Linked DNA regions of Mus musculus: all the other regions are linked to region 4. A link is a contact called in public Hi-C, HiChIP or PLAC-seq and promoter capture Hi-C data. All regions are on one chromosome and are shown on one strand. The core of a region is the stretch at or near the end of the contact, and the rest is flanking DNA. Distances in the headings are between cores, read along the strand shown.

Region 1 (6,009 bases), core at 5-2,504, 510 kb before region 4:
CTTACAGATCTAGTTACCCTGAACAATCTCATTTTGTAAGGCCAGAGAGCAGCTTCCAACCACCTGGAAAGCACACTTCTGGAGGTGTCTGTGAGGGCGTGCATATCCAGGGAGGTGGTTAAGGTGAAGGCCAACCCTGAACAAGAGCAGCACCAACCCATGGGCGAGGGTCCAGAACTAAATTAAAAAGGAGATGCAAATGGAGCCAATACTCACCTCTCTCTGCTTCCTAACTGTGAACAGCGTAACCAGATGCCTCACGTGCTCACTGCCTCATCTACACACTCAAGCCATGATCCAAAATAAACCCATCTTTTATTAAGTCACCTTTGCCGGGTGTGTTGTTATAGCAATGAGAAAAGTAACCAATGCACCATCCACTTGACCCTGGTTGACAGAATCTCATTTTACAATATAAGCCTGCAAAACTTAAAATATACATACTGCCAATTAACAAAATCACACACCCCTGATCTGTGAGAAGAAGAGAAGGAAAAAAGCTACACATGAGTTCATGTTTTATCCTTAGGCATCAACAGGGATGAGGAAGTAACATGCACAAACAAACCTATACTGTGTGACTAAGGGAAAGCCATAAAATTAAGCCATTCTAAAGGCCTCCTGTAAGATTATATTCAACCTTGTAATTATTTAATTCCAAAGAACCCATAAACTAGTAATTTAAACTTTGTTTGATAAATCCTTAACCCACTGAAAAAAATATACATAATTTGAGCAAAGTTTTATCACTGCAAGCCAAATTTAGTTGTTGCTAGCTAAGGCTACAGAATGAGACTTTGCCTCAAAACACACACACACACACACACACACACACACACACACACACACACACACACACATCAAAAGAGGCAGGAGGTATAATACAAATCAAGCCTCTTCTAGCCTCTAAAGAAATTAAAGAAAGTAGAGGATAAGTTCTATTTAAATGGGCTTTTATGAGAAAAAACATAAATCAGGTAATGTAGCACATGCCTATAATCCTAGCACTGGGAAGGTAAGACAGGAAGACCGCATGTTCAAACTCAGCCTAGGGCACAGGGAGAGGAAAGGAGGACCATGGATGGCGGTTACTTTTAAATACCAACTGGCCACAACCAAGAAGTCACCTGGAAGAGTCTCAATGAGCAATTATGTACATCATCAGCCTGGCATTTGAACATGTCTGTGCAGGGACTGTTGTGACTGCAGTAACTGAGGTGGGGTGGAGCCTCACCCTTAATGTGGGTGGCTCCAGGTCATGAACTGAGCTCTGAACTGTACAAGGCAGAAGAAAGCTAAGTGAGAGTCATCCAGTAGGCAGCAAGACTACAGCTGCTTCTCTCTGCCCCTGGCTGTGAGACTATATGACTAGCTGTCTCAAGCTCCTGCCTCTACTACTTCCCTGCAATGGTGAACCATAATGTGAAACTGTAAGCTGAACTGTCACAATAAAGGAAATCAGAATACCATGTGTCTAATAAAAACACTAGCAACACCACCTGACATCAACTGTTTACTATGTGCAAGGTCCTGCTCTAAACATTTTACATGTTAAACTTACTTTCTTCCTTCCTTCCTTTCTTTCTTTCTTTCTTTCTTTCTTTCTTTCTTTCTTTCTTTCTTTCTTTCTTTCAAGATCTGAGGTATAAAGAGGTTAGGAACTTGCTTCATATCCTATACCTGATAAAATATCTGCTAAACTTTAAATCAAAAGAATTTAACTCAGACAGCAAACTCTTATAACTCCTGGAGATTCCTAACTTATTACTATTTTTCACTTCTGGAGTCCACTAGACATGAGAATCTTTCCAATGTGTTGACATTTGAACTGATAAAGGAAACAATTACAGTTTCCTCTCAGACTCCCAACTGAGCAAAGTACTGTTACCCCTTCTACACATGCACGGAGTGTCTAACCGTTAAGAGTAAAAGGTGACTCCAAGATTCTTCATGAGATTCCCACTTACCTTCATTTCAATAACAGTTTGCAAGGCTTTTGTCTTGGCAGAATCAGGGGCATTTTCAAATCTCCGGTGCATCTCCTAAATAAAAGCGGAAGAGAGTCAGTGGCTGCCTTTAATTCTCATGCCTTTGGGCTTTAATTTGCAGCTCTGGCTAGCCTGGAGCTCACTATGTATACCTGACTGGTCTTAAACTCACGCAAATCCACCAGACCAAGTGCTGGAAATTAAAGATATGTGCCACCACGTCTTTTGTCAAAAACCTTACTGGTGGACCAGGGAATCTAGACTGATTCAGCATACATCCTGGAGGATCCCTGGCTCTAACTAGCTATTTAAAATTAGACACAGTAATAACAACTACTACTGCAATAGTAAAATCTACCATATAGATTGATATATCAGTAAGACTTGAAACCAAAAATACAAATGATCTAAAAAGAGGAGGGGTGGATAGGAAAGATCCTTTTAAAAAGAAGAGATAAAGGCCACTATAACCAGCGTGCACTGCATAGAGGTGTTGAAATTACCTCTGTTGACAACATCTTCTCTACAGCATTTACCTCCAGAGTAACAACCACCTAGTTACCTATGATGAAAACCTCCAGTGGGGATCCAGGGAGGCAGAAAAAGTCTGTTGGACAAGTTTCTATGTAGTTCAAAATCAGAAAACGTTGCATGTTAAAGGCACATGTCTTTAGTCCCAGAATTCTTTCTAAAAGAGACGGGATATTGTAAAGAAACTAAACTTTTAACATGTTTGAATTTGTAAGGCTGTGGAACTCTTTAAGTCTATAACACGTGTTGTGCCGTGATGTCTTTATTAATATGTGATCTTGGGAATAAATGAAAAAGTAAAGGTTGTAGCTTAGTAGTGATGTGTTTGTGCATCACATTGACAAGGGGTCACTTGTGCTGACTAGTTGGCACAAGTTATGGCAACTTGACATAAGAAAGGATCATTAGAGAAATAGGAGCCTCAACTGAGAAAATACCTCTATACTAAGAGGCTATATACAAACCTATAAGCTATGAAAAAGACCATAATATAATATTTTGGTTATTTCTTTCTCCTAATTTACTCACTGTTGCCTGACCAGGAAGCTCACTGATCAACTTTTCTTAAATTCTTACAGAACAGGACTGGAGAGATGGACCAGCAATTAAGAGTTCAACCGGCTTTTCAAGAAGACCTGCATTCAACTCCCAGGTCTCACATGGCAGAGTTGTGAGCTCTGTAACTTCAGTTCCAGGAGATCAAACATCCTCACACAAACACACATGCAGGCATAACACCAATACACATGAAATAAAAATAAATAATTAAAAAATTCTTACAGAAAGAAAAGCTCTTTTAAAAGTGTTTTCATACTATATTCATTTTTTTCTTTCTTTCTTTTTTTTTTTTTTTTTTTTTTTTTAGAGCATCTCTGATTTTACTTTTAGAACAGAATGGTCAACTGCTAATGTCTATGAAAATATTCCAAACTCCCAAAAACCTCACAACCCGAAAAAATTCTGGCTCAAACATTTAAGGGAAGACAGACTCAATCTTAATTAATATACACTGCTACAACCAACTTCAGCCTTAAGTATTTAACTGGATATCATACTTACGTACTTATCAAACATTTCAAAAGCTATTTTTCAAGATCAGACTTCAGCAGCATCCTAAACTTGTATCACACATGAAGCCATTCATACCTTCCAGTCTCCACTAAACCGAAGTCAGGAAATCTACTTATATGTACCTTCAAAACATCCAAATCCAAAAACTCTTTTGTACATTTTTAATACTCCTACCTAACATGAGCCATCTAAAACCCCACACTTCTCGTTACAAGTTCCTACAGTTTGCTTCCCCTACTGCATCTTCTCAATACACTCCTTTAAAACCCAGGTCATCTCCTCCCTCCACACTCAAAACCCTGTGAGGCTCCCCATGTGACATGTCTTCTTGAGAGAGTGTCACACTTTGTGTCTTCCCGCTTCCCTCAGTCACTTTACTTCAGTCACACTGGACACCTAGCTGTTCCCCAAATATACTGGGCTGCTGAACTCTGTCCCATCTCCCATGCCACTGAGCACTTTACCTCCATCTGTTCCCAACTCAAATGTCTCTTAAATGTTTTAAGTGGATTCGCTGTGATGGTATCACTATGTTTAGACAAAAAGTCCATGCAGTTAATAGATACACACTAAAGAAAGGAGGGGTAAAATTACCATGCTAGGATAGTGTTTTAAATTATTTGATGAAGTAAAGAATAAATGAATGCCTATCTCCTGTAATAAGCTTGACTCCTTGCCTTGTGTGTTTGGTAACTGTAATTTGTTATATAGGATAGAAATAATGGAGAAGTCGATATGGGTGTCCAAGTTCTAATGTCTTCTCTAACTAAAACACTGTCCTGCTTGCAACCTCTTTTTTTAAATTATTTTCTCCCTCTCCCTCCTTCCCTCCTTCTCTCTCTGTCTGTCTCTCTGTGTGTGTATGTGTGTATGTAGTAAGTCAATATGTGCACAGAAATTACAAATATAATGGAATTATTATTCTAGCCCGTAAGCTAAAAAGTAGCTTATGGAAGATAAAAATCTATAATTAAAACTTTAAAGAGTACTCTTGAAAAACAGAGCTGAAAACCCAGGTCACTTGGTAGTGTACTTGACTAGTGTGCACAACACCATAGGTAGTTCTCAGCTGGGTGATAGATTCCTAGAACTACATAAAACTGGAAGTGATAGAGGAAGATTAAAAGTTAAGTCTACCCTCCAGTATACAGTGAATTCAACACCAAGACAAAACAGTCTCCAAAAAGTAATTCATTAGAATTTTAAAGGGGAAGGCTGAGGAGATCATTCAGAAATGAGGAGCACTGACTGCTTGCTCTTCCTGAGGACCTGATTCAATTCTCAGCACCCAAATGACAGCTCACAACTGTCTCTAACTCCAGTTCCAGAGTATCCAACACTGTCACACAGACAAACATACAGTCAAAATACCAATGCAAATTTAAAGGGGAAAAAAGGAGTATCAAAAATTTAATTAAAACAAAAGAAAATCAGATGAAGCCAAGCCATGATATGTATTGCCATTAATTGATACTGATACATAAATGTGATAATGTTTTAATATTAGGAATAGAGATACGGTAAGTTTAGTCAAAAGCAAATGAGTGATCATAAAAGCCAAGATCACAGTTGTTCTTAGTGGAACAAGAGAGTCTCTGACGATGATGGGCATTAAAGTTCCCTCTCTATATTTGGGTGATGGGGATTAGAAGGGAGCATATTTCATAATTCTTTAAGCTACACAACTATTTACACTGTTATTCTGAGGTCCTAGGGTTGCATGTGGCAAGCAACGGGTCTCCCACTGAGCGACATCTCCAGTCCTGACCCACAGCACTCTCTATATTATATCTTAAGTTTTAGAATCTATTGAACTCATCTGTTTTCTTCCATTCCACCACTAAAAACATCATTCAGTCCAGATTAGTCTCCCACCAGCATTAAAGCAAACTCACTAGCTGTAGCTTGTTCAGAAGCTATGGTCCCCAAGTGTACACAAGCTGCTCACTTGAGTTTATAGTAGAGACTTCTGAGGATGTTTGCTCCACAAATAAGTGTGAGATTTTTGATTATATAAACATAAAATGAACTACACTAATTATAGACAATTTTCATCAGCCAATAAGACTAAAATCTATACTTACATGGATTATTTATTGCTCCAGTACTTGTAAGTATTGAAGCTGAATTTCTTTGAACTACTTTACAATTTAGGTGTCCAACTAATTTTATGGCATCTCTTCTCCATTATCTATTTCCAAACAAGTAAATTCACAATGCTCCATTTTGTGGTAAACTATTATAATTTTATTTTTAAACCCTAGCAAACAGACTAAGAAAAACAAAACTATTTGAATTTTAAAAATCCTTCTACATGTAATAAGAGATGACCAGAATGCAGTCTAATTCACTCACAAGCACAAAACCCTCCCATTGAAAAACCTGAATCCTATCACAGCACATTTCTACCCACAGGCCT
Region 2 (6,314 bases), core at 1,486-3,985, 850 kb before region 4:
CCTGCCCATAAGCTACACATCTGTGTGTCTGTCCTTTTCATTGGCTGCCAATGTCTAGTAGGGCCTTGGCAGAGGCCAGGAATAGAAAGTGAACTATACAACATTGTCTAGAATAGTCCTCCCTCTTCCTTGGGCTTCATTACTGCCTCCCAATTCATGAGCATCAGGGAGCCACACCTGAAGTGCCAGCTACTGGTCATCTTGTATACGGAGTCCCAACTTTGCTCCTTTTTATTGCTACAGAAATCTACTTAAAGCCTCTCATGGTGCATGCCCTGCTGCACTGCATATGGGAATGTTATTGGCTGCAGATGCTCTGGAAATTAACAGAGTTCCCAGGTGACCCAGAAATTCCACTCCTACAAATACCCCCAACGGAAACAAAGATATGTGTCTAAATGGTCCCCAGTGGATGCTCATGGCAGCATGATTCGTAATAGCCAAAGAGAGAGGGAGATAGAGGGACAGACAGACAGACAGACAGAACTCAATTATCCATCAGGGGATGGCTAAACACAATACATGAAATACTAACAGAACAGGGATGAAGTACTAATATATTCCATGCTGTGGATAAACCTTTAAATACCTACATCAAGTGAAGAGGCCATGTATTGCTTGATCCCATTATAGAGAATGTCCAGAATGGGAAAAATCCACAGAGACATTAGCTGTAGCCTAGGGCTGGAGCCAGGGGTTGGACAGTGACAGCTAAGGGTCAATACAAATGCCCTGGAATTAGTGATCGCAGTTGTACATCCAGCAAATACCCTGAAGACCACTGACCTGTGTGCTTTTAAGTGGTGAATTGTATACGACAATGAATGGTATCCCTTAAAGCTGTTTTAACATAACAAAGACACTTGAGTGGGATCAGATATTGAGGAAGCAGTTGTTGTTGGCAGGTCACAGCCATCTCCTGCATTTGTTATTGTACCAGGTAGAATCTTCTGTCTTCCGTCTGTGACTGTCCCATGCTTCTACAATGGGAAGGAGACACCATAGGCTGTCCCAGAGGATGGACAGACAGAATTACAAGGTCTGAAGGCTGGGGGTGGGGTAGGGGGGGAGGCTCCACAGTTAAGTGTATTTGCTGCTCTTGGGGAAGGCTAGAGTTTGTTTCCCAGCACCCGTGTCTGGTGACTCACGACCTCCCGTGACTCCAGCCCCAGAGGATCGATCCAATGACTCCCTCTAGCTTCTGGACACACATAAATAGGCACACACACACACACACACACACACAAGTAAACAATAAACTGAGTCTTAAAGGAAAGGACTGGAGTGAGCTCTACTTCTTGATTACCATGGCACCACACAGTGATGTCAGAAATCAGACCACACTGCTTTTCACAACTAACAGCAAATCCACTCTGGTCTTTTGTTAACAGGAGCAGCCCACGAAACCTCTAACTAGTAGTCGGAGGCTCCACTGTGATCTAGCTGCTACGGTTGACCCTTGCCTTGGTGCTGACTGTAACAATGAATGTGGGAGCCGGGCGTGGTGGCGCACGCCTTTAATCCCAGCACTAGGGAGGCAGAGGCAGGGGGATTTCTGAGTTCGAGGCCAGCCTGGTCTACAAAGTGAGCTCCAGGACAGCCAGGGCTATACAGTATACAGAGAAACCCTGTCTCGAAAAAACAAAAAAAACAAAACAAACAAAATGTCATTTTGCTTTGAAAGAGCTTCTTGGACTATTTAGTATCCCCACATTCATTGTTTTTTGTTTTTGTTTTTGTTTTGTTTTTTTGTTTTTTCGAGACAGGGTTTCTCTGTATAGCCCTGGCTGTCCTGGAGCTCACTTTGTAGACCAGGCTGGCCTCGAACTCAGAAATCCCCCTGCCTCTGCCTCCCTAGTGCTGGGATTAAAGGCGTGCACCACCACGCCCGGCTGACTTTTTTTTTTTAATTATATATTTATTTATGTCTTTTTAGGGAAATATGCATGTGTGTGCAGTGCCTCCAGAGGCCAGAAGAGGGCGCTGGATCTCCTGGAGCTGGAGTTATAGGTAGTTAAAGGTCAGCCTAATGTAGGAGCTGGGAACTGAAATTGGGTCCTCTGAAAGAGCTTTATGTGTTCTTTCTTCCTTTTTTCTTTTTAAAGATTTGTTTGTTTGTTTGTTTGTTTATTATGAGTACATTGTAGCTGTCTTCAGATTTATTGATTTATTGATTTATTGATTTATTTACTATGAGTACATTGTAGCTGTCTTCAGACGCACCAGAAGAGGGCACTGAATCCCATTACAGATGTTTGCGAGCCACCATGTGGTTGCTGGGACTTGAACTCAGGACCCCTGGAAGAGCAGTCACTGCTCTTAACCGCTGAGCCATCTCTGCAGCCCATTATATGCTCTTAAGGAAGCAGGCTGGGCCGTACTCTAAGGGAGTCATTTCTTTTTTTTTTTTTTTTTTTCATTTTTTATTAGGTATTTAGCTCATTTACATTTCCAATGCTATACCAAAAGAAGTGAGTCATTTCTATAAAGCCTTTCAGAAATGCTCTCAGCTCCCAACATGCCACCTGGAGCAGGGTGGAGCCGCAGACCCCCAGCACTGGGTCTCTTTCCCTTCTCCACGCAATTCGGCTCCTAGTGCTCCTCAGGAAAGCGCTGGCCTCTCAGGGCAGCTCATTCATCATTCATTCTCTCTCTTTCCCCCACGATTCTATCACTAGAAAGTTCCTCCTCACATGAAACCAAAATACGCCTCCTTGTAACTAACTTCTGCCTGCTGGAGCAGCTCTGCCTAATCCCCTTCCATTTGTCAGCTCTCCAGTGTTTGAAAACAAGAAACATGCCTTTTACGTGTTCCGTTCCCAACTCGCATATGCCTGACTTATTTCTTCCACCCGTCTTTAGTAAATGTGCTTCTGAGTTAATCAGCCCTCCCCAAATACCTTTTGAAACCATGTGCCCGTCTCTAAATATAATAAACCAGGTGCCACACACTGACTTCCGGTGACTTGGGATCTGAAAGTGTCCTTCAGCACACTGGACCAGCTCTGCCTCTGCTGGAGGGGCGTGGCCAGACTCTGAGGGTGCAGCGCCAACTGCACAGGGCAGCACGTGGGTCTTGGGTAAGAGATTCTTTTGGGGGGGGGGGGTGGGGGGGTAAAGAGATTCTTGCATAGAAATCTCCTGCAAGGACCAGTTCCCCACTGCAGGTTAGATAAACTCTGTGTGTGTGTGTGTGTGTGTGTGTGTGCGTTGGGTGTTTGGAGGGTATCTGGACGTGAAACAGTCACACATGAAAGGAAAAACCAAACCATCTCAAAGATATGAAGCTAGCAAGCCATAGCACTGGGCAGAGGCTTTGGAAGCCAGGCTGCTCTTCTGAGCTGCTCTGCTGCCCTCTGCTGGTGGATGACTTGTGCTGCAGCTTTCAGAAGAAGGAAGCCCTTTTGACACCAGGATCCTAGCAGGAGCTACCCCAGGACATGGCTTCTCAGACATAGAGAGGCTTCAGGGAAGCTATAGAAAAAGAAGTGGGAGTCAGGGCATGTGATACATGCCTTTAATCCCAGTACTAGAGAGGCTGAGGTAGGCAGATCTCTGTGAGTTCAAGCCCAGCCTGGTCTACAGAGAAATCTCCAGGACATGCAGGGTTGTGTAGAGAGACTCTGTCTTAAAACAATAAACAAAGAGAAACAAACACAACAACAACAACTAAGAGTGGCGAAAACCAGATGGACCAATAGCCCTGCCCTGAACAAGCCATCCACTATGCAATCAGACTCAGCAGTATCTACCACCCACCCCCCACTGTGCATGTTCAGGTGTGTGCAATGCATGTGGATGCATGTACATTCCCTCAGTGGAAGTCAGAAGTCCTTGACAAACCAGTCCCTATTCTACTGGGTCTTATTCCGAGACAATAAAAAGAAGGTGTTGGCAATCTTGAATTCACCCAGTACAGCTCCCCACCACACTGCCTCACCCCACTGTGTGCTGTTCCTCAGAAGCTGCCCTCCTTATTTTCTGAGACAAGGACCTGGGGCTCGCAGATTTAGCTGGGTGGGCTGCCAACCTGTCTCTGCGTCTCCAATGTTGGGATTACAAGCATGCATCACCGCACCGTCTCTCTATGTGAGTGCTGGGGACTGAATTTAGGTCTTCGTGCCTTTTGTGTGGGTGCTGGAGATCAAATTGGGTCCTCACGCTGGCAGGGCAAGCAAGTTTTCAGACAGAGTCATCTTGCTAGCCTGTCTGTCCAGCATTCATTCCTTGAATAACGGGAAACAGGCCAAGAAGGATGCTATGCCCCACCTGGACCAGTCTCATGGTCTTACTCAAAACTGCTTAAGCAGGATAGGTACTGTGCCAAGGAGAGGGATGTGTGTGAAGAGAATCCCTGAAGAATTGCTAAGTAAATCCACCAAACCCCAAGTCAGCTTTTCTGGGGAAACTGCCCCTCAGGGCATCCCGGAACACTGGCTCATGCCTTCTTCATAGCCAGGGCTGATCCCAAAGGCAATGGCAGGGTTCAAAGCAGACACCCCTTGTTTTCATTTTTCAGTTTGAGCCTAGGGAAAGATCTGTGTGTCAGGGTCCTAATAGAATACGTCAAAATCTCTACCCATCCCCTACCCTAAACAACCTTTCTGGAATCCTACTTTGGGAAGGCCCTATCTGAAGCTACCTCCAGAATGCAGAGTAGTGGGGCACTGCCCAGGGACAATTTGGGAGACAAGACTACCAACACCTTCCTTTTATGGTCCTGGAGATAAGAACCCAGCCTGGTTTCTCAATTTCTTGCCAGGGAGGGGAGAATTGCATTTCAAAAGGACCTAAGACAATTAGACTCAACTCACACCTCCATCTGGGCAATAGGACAGCCATGATCTCACCAGCTGGGACAGGGAGGAGGAGGGACCCCTCCCCCACAGTGGTCCTCTTACCTCTCACCTTCCTCCTCTAGCACTAGTACTCACATCCCTTTTCAAGGCAGAAAGCCTGGCCTGGAGCTGGGCCTGGTTAATGGCAGCTATTACCAACCTGGCCTCAAGCTTTCACCTTTTGCTCAAGGGCTCAAGTAAAAAAGATGTTAAATATACAATTTGGGATATTCTCCCTCCACCTCCACCTCTGACTTTTTTAAAGGGGCCCTTCTAGCACTGAGAGACAAAGGCAGCCATGGCAGGCAGGTTTCTAACCAACTTCCTCCTTACTCAGCCTTTCCATTCCTTCTCAGAGTGAGTCACAGACAGCCCCAGGATTTGAGGTAGGGAAACGCAGAGCCTCCTGGGGCTCCCTCTCCTGTCTAACAGGATGCTTCCAAGCCTAGGAAGAATGCAGTGTGGGCTTTCGTTCATGCTATCAGGCTATCTATCGATGCACCAGGCAGGAAGACACAGGTCCAGAGGCCTCTTACCTATCTGCATAACTCTGCCAAAGACAGATGTGTTGTCCACGGTGCTGCAGTTCCAGCGCCTCTGTCGAAACTGGTGTTGGCACTCTCTGATGCCCGTCTTGGCTCCCTCCCCGATGTAGGACATGTGCTCCTGATACAACTGACACAGCTTTCTCTGGCCTGGGGAAAGCCCAGGAAGTTGGCTGCACACGGGCTGAGCGCCAATGATGAACATCTCCGGTCTCTGCACTGGGTTCAGAGCTAGTGACCTACAACATCAATCCAGAAAGAGAGAGGGCACGGCTGTGAATGCACTCATGGGTGCGCACAGTATTACCGACTCCTCCACCCCCTCTGCGACGTTCTCCATAAACAAGGCTCTGGACTAAGGATTTGGAAGAGAACTTGAGCCCAGAGCAGAGTGTGGTTTTGCACGCCTTTGTTTCCAGCACATGGGATGCAGAGGCAGGCAGATCTCTGTGAGTTTGAGGCTAGCCTGATCTACAGAGTGAGTTTCAGGACAGCCAGTGAGACCCTGTCTCAAAAAAGCAACAAAACACAACACAACAAAAATCTGAACTGTCTTAAAAGGTGAAGGTGGGCAGAGGAGGCTGGGCAGGGCAGCGAGAGGGACTCCCATCATCAGTAGGGGGTACAGACACTGCTGAAGGAGGGGGAATACTGAGTGTAGCCAAGTACAGGGCGCATGAGGGAAGGTACTCTATTCCTTTAATGCAGATCTCCTAATGCCTTAAGATAGATTCTACCACACACACACACACAACCATGCACCCTAAATTGTTCTTCTCCCCATCTCTCTGTATATCCCAGGTCTGCCCATCGGCCCGGGGGCTACTTTTGCTCACCTTCTGGCACATACTGCAAATGAAGGGCTAAATTAGATGAAGGACTGCAGATTTGCCATCTGAATACAAGCACAAGTCGGACACAGACTGGGCCA
Region 3 (6,080 bases), core at 1,610-4,109, 960 kb before region 4:
GCGCAGCAGACAGGTGAGGCAGGAGCAGGGGGCAGCTGGAGCTTCCACGTGGTCCTGCTGACCCAATGGCTGCTGTACCCACTACTGAGAGGGTGTGGGAGCTGCCCCCTCCCCCAGCTTGGAGCAGCCAGCCAGGCTTGCAGAACATTGAGGCTAGAATGACAGAGTACACCTGCCCTCCAGTTTCTCCCACAGATGGAGGCCTACTCTCCCCATGATCTGGGCTCACACTCAGCTAAACACCAAAAAAAAAACCACCTCACCCCAGGCCTGGGATCCACATGATTCCTTCTTAGCACCCTCAAATCAAGTGTTTGCAACATGCATCAGGGAGTGTCCTCCGCTCCTGATTCCTGGGCCCCCATGCTGTGTCTATCTTCCCAGGAGGTCTCCTGCATCCTCCCCTCCTTGCCCCCAGCTCTATACACCTACAGAGGGGAAGCAGAAAGGGCTTGCATGGTCTACCCGATTTATTCTTCAAGGAATCTCAAGGCTAGGCTAGCGAGTGGCCTGCGAGTCATCTTGTCCCATCTTAGAGGACTTCCAGGGAGTCTGGACATCTGGTCTAGGCAATTGGAATTCCTGGTAGCCCGGAACACGGGAAACTGAAATGTCCCCTGAGCTGCTGTCACTTGTCTGGCCATGAGGCCCTCCCTTCTAGTAAATGCCCCCACCTCTGCCCCCTGTCAGTCACCCCTAAGCACATGCTGCGCTGTGAAGCAGTTTCTAAACCCCTTCTGCTTGGACCAGCCACACGCCCTTCCTCCAAATTCCTCTCATTCTGCTTGGACCAGCCACACGCCCTTCCTCCAGGTTCCTCTCATTCTGCTTGGACCAGCCACACGCCCTTCCTCCAGGTTCCTCTCAGTACGCTGTCTTATCCCCGCCAGCTTCTTGAGCCACTTTCCTTGTGAAATTCTTCCTGTCTCTGACAGAAAGAAACCTTGGAAAGCAGAGTAGGAAGGAAACCCAACACACACGGGGTTGCTCTGTGCCGCTGAAGAAGCCATTGAGGACCCGGGAGGCTCCCACCATTCAACTGCCTCCCTGGGCAGGTGCCAAGGAAGATCACTCACTCCACACCCAAGCCTCATCCTGGCTCCCCGCTCTTCCCAGCCACACACACACACACACACACACACACACACACACACACACACACAATCACCCATTCCAGCGCCTTCCTTTGCCACCCACCTGACTAAAGCAAGACCCTGACTCTGGGTCTTGGCACTTGGAAAATGAGACTAGGGTAAGCTTGTCCTGAGCGCAGACACATCCTCTAGCCAAACCTCAAAGAACACAGCTGGGGGGGGGGGTGGCTTAAGAAGCCCGTCTCTTTGCCTGTCCTGCCTGGTTTTCCTGTCTCCCTCTTCTGGCAGAGCCGGAGCCCTCCTGCAGTGGGAAGGTGGGGGTGGGAGCGCTGGGCTCTTCTTGGCAGCTTGGAAGCTGATGTTGGATTTCCCTACCAGCTGGACTTCCCCCGCCCAGCGCCACATGCTGGCTCCTTCCCCTCCCCCCACCTGCTGTAGTTATCTAAGCTGTGGGCCTGTCAATCTGAGTCACACAAGGCAATGCCCAACAAACCCTGGCAGCCTGGTGCCAACATCCCCACCACCACCCTGGAATGCAGACAGCTGGGGGTGGGAGGCAGAGCAACCAATCAGAGCCCAGTCCCAGACCTGCCGGCCATACAGGAATTTGAACTGCAGATTCCTGGGCAGAATTCAGCGTTATGAAATGGGCCTGGGGCTCCTGAGAAGCAGTGTCCTGCTCCGAGTTGGCCATCCATGCCCATATGAGCCAGGCAGCAGGTGAATGTGACCTCGCTGTACGCTGCCCCCTACACTAAGCACCCGGGGCTTGGAAGGCATCTGACCCACCTGCTGCAAAGGGCATTATGCAGTGGTGGACCACCTAAGCATCTCGGGCTCCTGGTTTGTTTGGCCATCTAGTGTGCTAAAAATCAAGGCCTGGGTTTGTAAGGAAGAACTACCAGACACCCCTCCTTCACTCCCAGCCACACCCCCACCAAGGAGGCTCTATCAGGACTGCAAAGACTATTCCAACTAGGAAGGGCTCCTTTGCACCCTTGTTCAAGGACAGCTACCTCGGGGCCAGCAAGGCCAGCAAGAGCAACTGGTATAAAGGTCCAGCCTGCGCCTCCTCACTCAGTGGGTCCTCCACCCTCCACCCTCACTCAGGCCTCTCAGAATGCCAGCCTGTTTCCAACACCCAAGCTGTCTCCCCCTCCCATAGCTGCCGCTCCTCCCGCTGCAGGGACATTTCCATGCTACCCGGGGCCATCATGTGGCACCAGCACTGCTCTCCTCCCTGTCCCCTCCTCCATACCCCCTCCTTAGCAGAATACACCGCTATGTCCCCAGCACTAAGGAGTCAGAGTTCCTAATGCTCTGTACCTTTGGGTTGCCCAGGTTATCTGGTCCTAAGTGGTTCCCCCACCCCACCTCAGCAACTGCCCTGGGAAGAAAGCCCTGATCATCGTGCAGGGACAGGTGGTCCCTAGTTCCCATACCCAAGCCCTTTGCGCCAACCCCATTCTCTCCCAGAAGCCGCTCACAACTCACCTTTTTGCACCGGGACCTGATGCTCAGACCAGGTAGCCGGACACACGGGCAGCTTGGCAGGCAGAACGCAGGGATGTCCGGTCTGGTTCAGGGCAGCGGGAGACTGGGCAGCGCCTGTGAAGGAGGCGGACCCGCAGGCTGAGCTGCCGCTGCCGGGGAGGGGGCTGCGGGGTCAGCGACAAACTGAAGCGAAAGAGGGAGGGCGGGAGGAAGACAGACCGAAGAGGGGGAGAGGTAGAAGGATCAGAGCGCGCGTGCTCAACAGCAAGCAAGCAGAGGGAGGAGAGCGCGCAGCGGAGTGACAGCTGGGGCGCATCTGCGATGGCGGGCGCGCGCACCGGCCTCCGAAGCTCTGTGGCAGCAGGAGAGCGTTTGTGGGTGAATCTCCGCTGCCCCAGACTACAGGTACTACAGGTACCCTTATCTCCTCTCACCTCCCAGGAGCGGCCATCTCTGGCTGTCTAGAAGGCAGGACCTTCCAAGGGGTACAGGACCCAAAACACAGCCCCGCTGACTGTCTTGGATCTTAGACCTGCCGGAACACTAGGTCTGTCTCCTGTGTCAGACCCCAGTTCTGATAAGGAAAAACCAGCTCCTTAAAGGCTGAGTTCCTCTTACAAGAGGAACGCTGAGGGTCCTCAGAGATGCCAAGGCAACAGAAAGCCCTTTAGACAAGGGGCTGAGTCTGTAGATGTGACCACCCTTGGCCAGGACTATTTGGGAGAGAGAGGTGTCAGAGCACGCAGCTGCAACCTGAAGGAACAACAAGCAGAGACCATGTGCCTCTGTGCACACGGGGAACTGAAGGAGCTGGCCTTGGTGGTCTAAGACCTCTCTCCCAATCAAGACAGAGCAAGTCTAACACATTGCCATTCACTGGCATAAAGAGTGTTCCTTCCAATGCGGGGCTGAGCCAGAGGCTAAGCCAGAAGAGAAGCTGGACTTCCCAGCCTGCAGCCTGAAACAGGCCTCATTCCTTTACATCCTGCCTGTTCAGCAGATGATCTAGCTTGTAGGTAACACAGCATGAATATGTATCTCAGGGTCCTTTCTCTATGTTATATGCAGGGCTGGGCGCGCCTTGATTCAGGACTGCAATCCAGCAGAGCTGAGAGAGTCCCCATCCTCTCTGAAGTTCCCTGTGCCTGCCCTTTCAACAAGGCAACCAGCCACTACCCTAACACTCTCCCAGCTCCTGCCTCAGCAAAACAGACCCTTCAGGAGCACGGTGATCTCTGTGCATAGTGATCTATCCCTGCCTTAAAAACTCAGCTCTGGAAGGTGGGGGTGGGGGCAAGATGGCTCTCCTAGCAGGTAGCAGCACTTGCTGTCAAGCCTAATAGCCTGGGGTCAACCCCGAGAACCCACATGGAGATAAGAGACTCCCACAGGCTGTCCTTGGGATGGACACACACACACACACACACACACACACACACACACACACACACACCATATAAGTAAAATTAACAGCAACACCCAACATCCCTCTACAGGGATTTTTTTTCTCTGTACCACTTTATAGTTCTGATCACAGAGGAGTCCGTGTGGTAGCTTTTTGTCCTGTATTGTGAGCTGTTTGGGGGTAACTTGCCTTACCTTTCCCTATCACCCACAGCTCTATGCCCTCCTGTTGGTTAAATCTATGCTTTTGCTTCTCAAGTAGTTAGCAGCTGAGCAGTTACCCCGTGCTGAGTTCTCAACTTACAGAATAAGCAGGTGGGTTGAGCTCTGAAATTGCCTCCACCCAGGAATCCTAGGATGCTGGCACTCCCTGAGTACCTTCCAGGCCACTGCTATCAGCTGCACAAATCAGGCCCCTCCCTCACAGTCCCTGTTTAGCCAATCATAGGCCAAGAAGGATCAACACAGGTGCAGAGGCCAGCAGGGGAAAATTGGTGCTCCAGATGTGTGTGTGTGTGTGTGTGTGTGTGTGTGTGTGTGTGTGTGTGTGTGTGTGTGTGTTCCTGTACTGGTTTGTGTGTGCTTTGCTTTGTTTGAGTGCCATCCCTGATGTGTGTTTGTGTGTGTGTGTGTGTGTGTGTGTGTGTGTGTGTGTGTGTGTGTGTGTGTTGCTGTACTGGTTTGTGTGTGCTTTGCTTTGAGTGCCATCCCTGATCACAAAGTAGCACCAGAGATCAGGGGTGAATACCCTGTTAAGGCCCCCAGCTGCCTGTGGTCTTACTGAGGTGTTCTGTCAGGCTATGAGCCCAGAGGAAAACACAGGAGGTCCCTGTGGAGGGACCGAAGGATGGGAAGACAGCTGGGACAGGAAGGACAAGGGCAGGGGAAGGACTCAGGTAAGCTGTGGCAGGTGGGTAGACATCCGAGACTTACCCTTCACCTGGCAGGTTCCTCAAAACTAAGGTCAAGGTCTAAGATGGGGACCAATCAGACCCAACCATAAAGAAAGCTCTCTTAACGATCCCAGGAAAGCCACTCAGCAAGGCTTCCAACCCCGCGACTCCTCATCAAACATTGTGGGCAGATGCAGCCACACAACAGGTAGCCCGAGGTGACTCAGGAAGATTGTCTGTCCTCCCAGGCACTTCGGTGAATGTGCCAAGAGCCTCTGGTCCCTAGAGTCTACCACAGCAAAAGGACAGGGATGCTGGCTGAAGGCTGAGCTCCCCGTCTGTGGGTGTGCTGGGACAGGACCAGAGCCTGGGAATACGAGCCTCTGGCAGGGCAGATCCCTGGCTGGAGATTCTTGTGCCCGTGCTCCCTTCCCACTTCTGTCTCAGCACCTTGCCCTTCTTACCAGAAGGAAGGAAGGTCCACTTTGTTTCTCACTTAAATCTCTCATTTCCCAGTGGTTTGCTAAAGGGCTTGGGGCACAGAGATAAATCTCTTAGGTGGCAGGTCACTGTGACTAATGAAATGGTGCTCCAGAGGGGAGGAGGAGTCTGGGAAGGTCTGGGAAGTGAGGTCACCCATGAACTCGCCTCCCAGTCAAGTGCTGACACATTTATTTACTTAGCCCAAGAAACATTTACTGAGCCCTGTTATGTGACAATGTGACTCTAGGTCTAGAGTCAGAGCGCAGCCTGCTTGCCCTCTGTGAACCCCACTCCATGCAGTGAGACATCAGCCACATAAACAAATCTCCTCACTTAGAAAACAAAACAGCAGTGAGAGAAAGGGGGAGGGGTGAGGGGGAGGGATGGGGGAAAGGGGAGAGAGGAAGGGAGAGGAGGTGAGGAAGAGAGAGAGGAAGAGACAGAGCAAGGGAGAAAGGGAGAGAGAACAAATAATGAGGGAGGGGGAAGGGAGGAGAGGAAGAGAGAGAAGGAGAAAGCAAATAAGGGAGAGAGGGAGGGAGACGGAGGGGTGGGGAAGAGGTTAAGAGGGAGGGAGAGAGGGGAAGAAAGAAGGAGAGGGAAAAAAGGGAGAGAGAGAGAGACAGAGAGACAGAGAGACAGAGAGACAGAGAGCCTGCAAATGATGATGGAGAAGGCTGCTTTATCTGGGGAGATCAAGGCAGTCTGCCAC
Region 4 (6,813 bases), core at 2,463-4,962:
CCTAGCACAGTGCTTTGCTTGAGCAATGTGTTAAACAGACAACAGAGTGAATGGCTGTAACTCTTTCAGCCAAGGGACCCTTTTCTATTTGTTAATGATTATAGTTGTTTTCCTTTACAGGGCTCCCAATTGTGGTTGTATCTTTTTCTGCATATGGAGTCCAAATTGCACACCATCCATATCTTAAACTACTAGGTTATTTTGTGAAGATGGAGCAGGAAGTGTACTCCCCTGTCATTACTTTGCCACCCTAGAGTTTGTGACTGCCATTCTCTATACACTTTTGCAGTGCGAAACCGATATACCCTCACATGGGAACAAGCAAATGACAGGTTCTGGGCGATGGAAGCCAGCCCCACAGATGACAGGAAGGCGGGTGGTGGACTGAGTTGGCAGAGATTGCAAGAAAGTGGCACGGTGGCTCATTGGGAAACAGGCCAAGCTGGGGTTCTGGTGGCTGTGGTCAAGACCAGAGTACAATCCTTTGGGGGGGGGGGGGTTAATAGCTTTCCGACTCTGGCGCAGCTAGTATGCAGGGTGTGGACTAGGAAACACCACAATCCCCTTCCTACTTCTCCATTCCTAATCCCATCCCCTTCCCCTGAGGACTAGCTCTGACTCAGCACAAAAGGGAATTTTTATGCAAAACACCTGCACTTCTTAATGACAAAAAAGAACAGAGTCAGGTAGGGAGGCAGAAGCAGGCAGATCTCTGAGCTCATTGCCAGCTTGGCTTAGAGTTCCAGGATAGCCAGAAATAAACAGAAAAACCTTGTCCTGAAAAAAAAGCCAAAGAAAAGAAAAGAAAAATAATGGGAACAAATACAGCCACACTCTAAATCCCACCCCATAAGGAAATCAAGGCAGGATCAGGACACATTTCCCAGTGGATGGACCTCAGGATCCTAGGAATCTAAGAAGAGGAAACTGATCCTCAGTGATCTTTAGGCTCTTGTTAGAAATCACAAGCAAAACTGGGCATGATGGCGCCCACTGTTAATCCCAGCACTTGAGAGGCAAAGGCAGGTGGATTTCTTAGTTCAAGGCCAGCCTGGTCTATAGGGTGAGTCCCAGGACAGGCAAAGTACACCCTGTCTTGAAAAACCAGAGAGAGGGGCTGGAGAGATAGTTCAGTGGGTAAGAGCACTGACTGTTCTTCCGAAGGTCCTGAGTTCAAGTCCCAGCAACCACATGGTGGCTCACAACCATCTGTATTGAGATCTGACACCCTCTTCTGGTGTGTCTGAAGACACCTACAGTGTACTTATATATAATAATAATAATAAATAAACCTTTTTAAACAAGAAAAACCAGAGACAGACAGACAGACAGATATCACAAGGAAGACAGGCTATGTGTGGCATTCCCCATAATCCTCCTGCACTCGAGAGACTGAGGAAGGAAGATTTTGAAGTCAAGCCCAGCCTGCAAGTTGCTGCAGCCTGGGATACAGAATGAGTGGCTGTCTCAAAAAGAAAGAAAGAAACCACAAGGAACACTAAGTCAATTTTGGAATAAGACACTGAGAACACATTTTTGGAGAAGGGTCGGTTTGGAAAAAGAAATAATTTTTTAAATAAAAACTTAAAAAGGCCACAAGTCTGGTATGAAGAAGGCGGCAGGATCCAGAGACCCAGAGCCAGAGTGCAACTTATTATTATTCTGGCCACCTGGACCTGGTCTCAGAAGAGACTCGTGACACCTGCGGCAGAGGACAGGCGAAAAGGAGCAAAGGCAGCCACTGACTTCAGGATCACAAAGCGACTGCTTCCCTGTCTATTTTATGTAGACTATCCCACTAACCAGGCTGGCAAAGGCCTTCCAAGGAAGATGAATCCACACCTCCCACCGTTACACACTCCAAGAAAATTCAGCTACCTGCAACAAAACCTGAGGAGGAAGAGTGGGGTCAAGGCAAGGAAGACTTCTTTGTAAGACTACATGCTTGTGGCTGAGTGCAACCGTCCTCGGTCTTCCCCCAAGTAGGGGCTCTCTCACGTTGGAAATGTTCAAGTGTCAGAGGCCATACAATCTCCACAGCCCAACTGAGAGGGACCCTGGAGACCATGTAGGCAGGATTCCTCTTGCCTCTTGATCTCTAGCTACAGCCATAGCTTGATCCCTTGTAACAGCATCTTCTAGTTCACAGCCAGAATTGTGTCCACAGCCATAGAGAGGTAGGGCTATAAGAGTACATCTCCAAACCGATCCTGCTTAGTTACTGACTAGGACACTCATTTCTTCTTCTGAGCCACAAAAGATAAACCATCACATCCAGCTAAGAGAAAAACTGTTGGCCAAAAAAATCTACCAGGAGGGTAGTCTTTGAGTTTCTTAAAGCAGGAAAGTGAGACCCAGTGAGAAGATGAAGTAGAACTTCCCCCCACACCCCCCCCCCTCAAGGCTGGAGAAGAGCACCTGACCCTTCTCGAAACTTCTCCACTCCTTTCTGGCTACTAGATGACTTTTAATTTTATTAAGCCTATCAAAAGTATACTGAAAGTCACTGTGGGTAATAATCATATCCATTGAAGAGGGGATAGGCCATTTCCTCCCCTTTTCCTAAGCAGAAACTTGAGTGCTTTGATGAAATAAAAATACAAGTAGGAATTTACTCATGGCAGGGTCGCCTTGGGCGGGGTCTGGGGAGTTTGTTAGATCTGTGGGTATTGCGGAGAGTGTGAAAACACTGGAGGAGGCAGTCTGGACCAGCAGAGAACCACGCATTCAGGAGGTGGGACTCTTGGAAAAAGAGGCGCACGCAAGGCGGGAAGGCCAGGCGTCTCTCTCGGAGGTGCTTTTTGAAAAGGAACCCCCGAAAGCTCGGCTGGAGGGGAAACAGCGAGCCAACCACTCCAGCAAGCCGAGGGCAAAGTTGGGGAGGCTCTGATCGCAGCGTGTGGCCGAGTGCGCCGCAGCCCCAGAGCCCGCGCTCGCAAACAGCTCTGTCCCGCGAGGCTGTGGCTCCCGCACGGTGGAAGGCGCCCCAATCCTCCACCAGCGCTCCGGATGTCCTGAGAGCGTCCCGGCTCCACTCTGTCCTGAGTGGGCAGGCCAGGATCAGCGACCCACAGTGGCCTCGACAAGCCCAGGTCCCCAGGAAAGCGCGGGGCGGCGCCGGCACCTGGAATCAGCTCGGAGAGGCGGGTCCCCGCCCGGAGCGCCCGCCCACCTCCGCCACCTCCTCGCCCCCCGGCGCTACTTACTGTGGTTCAGGGGGTTCCCGCCGGCCTGGGCCGACGCCACCAGCTCCAGATACAGAGTCCAGAGTCCCACCGATACTACGGCGAGCAGCAGCAGCAGCCGGAAGCGCCTCCTCAGCAGCTTGATCGGGCGCAGGAGCAGCATCAGCAACGCGGCGCGGGGGCTCCCCATGGCGCTTCGCCCAGCCTGCCGCTCCAGCACCCGCTACCCACCCGTCGTTCCGGCCCGGCTCCGCCGCTCAGCGCGGCGCACAGCCAGTCTCCCCGGGTCGCTCTCCAGCGGGCCGACTGCTCATGCTCGACGCGTTGGGGTGATCCTGGGCTGCGCGGGTGCCTCGCAGGTCGTTCTCCGGCCGCGGAGCCGGGCTCCTCCTCCCCAAGTGTCCGCTCCACGCCTCTCCTCGTCGCAGGCCCGCCACCTCCCTCCCTCTCTTCTTTCTCACTCCAGCGCTCTGCCCAGGAGGCTCTCCTAGTTGCCCTCCGGCCCCTGCGCTTGCTTGCTGCAGTTAGGGCGCTTTCTCTCAGCTCCGAGCATTACCTTACTCCCTACCTGTCCCGCCCACGCCTTGGCCCCGCCCCCAGGCGCAGGTGGGCCCCGCCCCCTAGAGAATGAGGGAAGGGGAGAGGTGGGGCCAGAGAGAGCTGGTCCCTGGCGTACTCACCGGCTTGGAGTTATGTGGGAGGGTGTGTGGGGTGATGATGAGGGATATGGGACTGAAAGAAGATGCGAGCTAAGACATGGACTCTGTGAACCAAGAAAACCCAGTCACCGTCAAGATATTCGAAGGCGCTCTTTCGAAGCTTGCTGTGGGGCTGAGACACATTTTTTTTAAGTGACCTCTGTGACTTTGGCCTCAGGACCTTTCTCTACCTAGAAAGACCCTAGTCACAATTAACTGACACTTCATTCAATCTTAACTGTCTTCCAAGTCAAATTTGAATACCGTTTTTTCCCTGGCGCAACTACAACTGAAAGGCACCAGGGGAGCCTTTACAAGGAGTTTCTCCAGTTTTAGGTGTTTTGGGTGAAAGATTGTTGGAGATTAAAAAAAAAAAAAAAATGGAGGGGCCACTCAAGAGCAGACCAAATGCTTAGCATTCAGGAGGCCCTGGGTTCCATCCCAGAACCATGAAAGAACTAGGGAAATGGAAAGGGGGTCTGGCAGAACTGTAGAGATGGCTCATCTATTAAGAGTGCATGGTCTGGGTCTGGAGAGATGAGATGGCTCAGTGATTAAGCATCTTCCAGGGGTCCTGAGTTCAATTCCCAGCAACCACATGGTGGCCCTCAGCCATCTGTAATGGGATCTGATGCCCTCTTCTGGTGCGTCTGAAGACAGTTACAGTGTACGTACGCATAAACAAATAAATCTCAAAAAAAGAAAAGAGAAAAGAGTGTATGATGCTCTTCTTCAGGGCCTGAGGTGGGTTCCCCAAACCCATTAATTCCAACTTCCTCTTCTAGCTTCTGCTCCAGCCTCCACTCACATGAATATACCCACACAAAGAGGCACACATGTACATTTGAGAAATAAAATATTTTAAAAAGAAAGAAAAAATGAAAAGGAGAGGCACATCTTCCTTAAGCTGCCCGTACCACAGGTGGATTCGCGCTATTTCCTTCCGAGTCTCTTCTTTTCTCCCAACTCTCATGCCACATAAAAGGTCTTCTTTTATGATTATAGAAGCTTTGAAAGAAAGGTCAAGGCAAGCTTTTTAAAGTCAGCCAAGGTCAGCACAGAGACAAAAGAAATCTAGGGGTAGAGACTGCAGAAGAGAAGAGTGATCTGGCGTACATACCAATTGTAGGAGAAATGTTTAGCATACACAAAGCCTTGGTTTTGATTTCCAGTGTAGGTGAGTGCAGCCGCATGTATACGCGCCCCCATCTCAAAAAAATCCTTAAGAGAAGAGGAAGAGGGGAAAGAGACTGATAGAATACACATTACATGATAACAGAAGGAACCTGAGGGAGGAAGGCAGTCAGTAACAGAGGGGTAAGAAGTGATGAAAAGGCTGTGTGGGAGAGGGCTGAACAAGAACATAATGAAGTGTGTGAGTGTGCGCATGCATGCGCATGTGTGTAAAACTACCATAAGAAAACTCGGGAACTGGAGAGATGGCTCAGCTGTTACGAGCACTGACTGCTCATCCAAAGGTTCTGAGTTCAAATCCCAGCAACCACATGGTGGCTCACAACCATCCATAATGAGATCTGACACCCTCTTCTGGGGTGTCTAAAGACAGCTACAGTGTACTTACGTATAATAATGAATAAATCTTTAAAAAAAAGAAAAAGAAAACTCAACATTTGGTATACTAAACTCTAAAAAAGTAATTTTTAAAAAAAAAGATCTATTTATTTATTATGCAGACAGTAGTCTGCCTGCATGTATGCCTGCTTGCCAGAAGAGGGCACCAGATTTCATTATAGATGGTTGTGAGCCACCATGTGGTTGCTGGGAATTGAACCCAGGATCTCTGGAAAAGCATCCAGGGCTCTTAACCTCTGAGCCATCTCTCCAGCCCTAAAACATTAATTCTTTTAAAAAGGAATAAAAAGGTGCATAGAGCAGCAATGTTCTACGCAGAACAATACTTTTAAAAATAGACATCTTTTAGACTTATTTTACTTTATGTATATGAAAGTTTTTGTCTGCATGTATATATACCCTGTGTGTACCTCAGAGGTCAGAAGAGAGCAATATGGAATTACAGACAGTTGTTATCCACCATGCAGATGCTAGGAATTAAACTGAGGTGCCCTGGAAGAACAACCAGTACTCTTAACCACAGAGCCATCTCTCCAGCCCCTGAAGAACAATTATTATTCTACTACATGGAGAAACACTAAGCACCAGGCTAGAGTTGTAGCTCTGTTGGTAGAATGCTAACCTATCCTTCACAAAGGCTTAGGTTCAGACCCCAGGACCACACAACTCACCTGTAACTCCAGCACTCCAGGAATGAAGGCAAGAGGACCAGAAATTGTTTTGTTTGTTTTTGTTTTTGTTTTTTTGAGACAGGGTTTCTCTGTGTAGTACTGGCTGTCCTGGAACTCACTCTTTAGACCAGGCTGGCCTCGAACTGAGAAATCCACCTGCCTCTGCCTCCCAAGTGCTGGGATTAAAGGCATGCGCCACCACCGCCCAGCTGGAGAACCAGAAATTTAAAGTCATCCTAGGCTACGTAGTGAATTTGAAGCCAGCCTGGGCTATATAAAAGAGCCTGTCTCAAGTCCCCATCACCCAAAATAAGTAAGTAAGTAAGCAAGCAATTTTGCTATTCATCTTGGCAAAGCTTGATTTTTGTTCTCAACTCGCACGAGTCATTTATACAGAAGCGGTAGGGTTCACTGATTCATTTTGCAGATAAAAGAAATGGGCTCAGAAATATTAAATATTAAATGTTGTATAGGTAATCCATGAGCAGAACCCAGGACTTTGCAAGTGCTTTGCCCTGAGCCGCATCCCGAGCCCTGAGGTCCATTGCCTTCCCCTCCTCGGCACATGCTGCTTTCCTGGACGTTCCCCTGGAGAAACAAATTCACCCTGGAAACTCTGAGCACTCTCGCAGCAGCACATCTGCAACTCATCCAGACACGTTCTGC

The links. Promoter capture Hi-C pulls out the DNA fragments that hold promoters and counts their contacts. Hi-C and Micro-C count contacts between places; a contact is called where the count stands out from the background. HiChIP or PLAC-seq counts read pairs in DNA pulled down with a chosen protein or histone mark.
Region 1: a Hi-C map of olfactory sensory neurons shows a contact between it and region 4, with 3 times the contacts expected there. The contact joins the enhancer-like site here to the promoter of B4galnt3 in region 4. A contact is called at or near these places in 18 of 39 promoter capture datasets (the 3T3-L1 cell line, 3T3-L1-derived adipocytes, the C10 cell line and 12 more), 1 of 15 datasets of contacts at CTCF or cohesin (large pre-B cells), 28 of 484 Hi-C or Micro-C datasets (B cells, the Ba/F3 cell line, CD4 T cells and 22 more), 9 of 115 datasets of contacts at active chromatin or transcription factors (astrocytes, bone marrow-derived dendritic cells, embryonic forebrain and 5 more) and 4 of 9 other capture datasets (adipose tissue, embryonic stem cells, liver and 1 more).
Region 2: a contact with region 4 is called in an H3K27ac HiChIP or PLAC-seq map of embryonic stem cells, with 5 times the contacts expected there. The contact joins the enhancer-like site here to the promoter of B4galnt3 in region 4. A contact is called at or near these places in 4 of 39 promoter capture datasets (HPC-7-derived erythroid cells, embryonic stem cells, hematopoietic stem and progenitor cells and 1 more), 1 of 15 datasets of contacts at CTCF or cohesin (large pre-B cells), 6 of 115 datasets of contacts at active chromatin or transcription factors (embryonic limb bud, embryonic stem cells and neural tube) and 1 of 9 other capture datasets (embryonic stem cells).
Region 3: a contact with region 4 is called in a promoter capture Hi-C map of pre-B cells. The contact joins the promoter of Lrtm2 here to the promoter of B4galnt3 in region 4. A contact is called at or near these places in 3 of 39 promoter capture datasets (the 3T3-L1 cell line, liver and pre-B cells) and 1 of 9 other capture datasets (adipose tissue).

Annotation. Positions count from the first base shown.
Region 1 is chr6:119,781,422-119,787,430 of GRCm38.p6, forward strand. It overlaps Erc1 (ELKS/RAB6-interacting/CAST family member 1), which reads right to left. Exons shown (of 21, transcript NM_053204.2): 5 at 1,968-2,042. Among named protein-coding and RNA genes, the nearest start is that of Erc1, 64 kb to the right of the region's middle. Within about 2 kb of position 1,255, at least 17 of the 459 cell types and tissues checked have an H3K27ac peak or open chromatin away from gene starts, as enhancers often do. A contact at or near this core is called in Th17 cells and olfactory sensory neurons, where this site is marked.
Region 2 is chr6:119,440,961-119,447,274 of GRCm38.p6, forward strand. Wnt5b (wingless-type MMTV integration site family, member 5B) reads right to left here. Exons shown (of 5, transcript NM_009525.3): 3 at 5,375-5,622. Among named protein-coding and RNA genes, the nearest start is that of Gm40397, 23 kb to the right of the region's middle. Within about 2 kb of position 2,736, at least 61 of the 459 cell types and tissues checked have an H3K27ac peak or open chromatin away from gene starts, as enhancers often do.
Region 3 is chr6:119,327,907-119,333,986 of GRCm38.p6, forward strand. Lrtm2 (leucine-rich repeats and transmembrane domains 2) reads right to left here and starts at 2,860. Exons shown (of 5, transcript NM_172492.3): 1 at 2,589-2,860. All of the region lies in intron 26 of Cacna2d4 (calcium channel, voltage-dependent, alpha 2/delta subunit 4), which reads left to right.
Region 4 is chr6:120,291,185-120,297,997 of GRCm38.p6, forward strand. It overlaps B4galnt3 (beta-1,4-N-acetyl-galactosaminyl transferase 3), which reads right to left and starts at 3,713. Exons shown (of 20, transcript NM_198884.2): 1 at 3,207-3,713. The coding sequence starts at 3,375.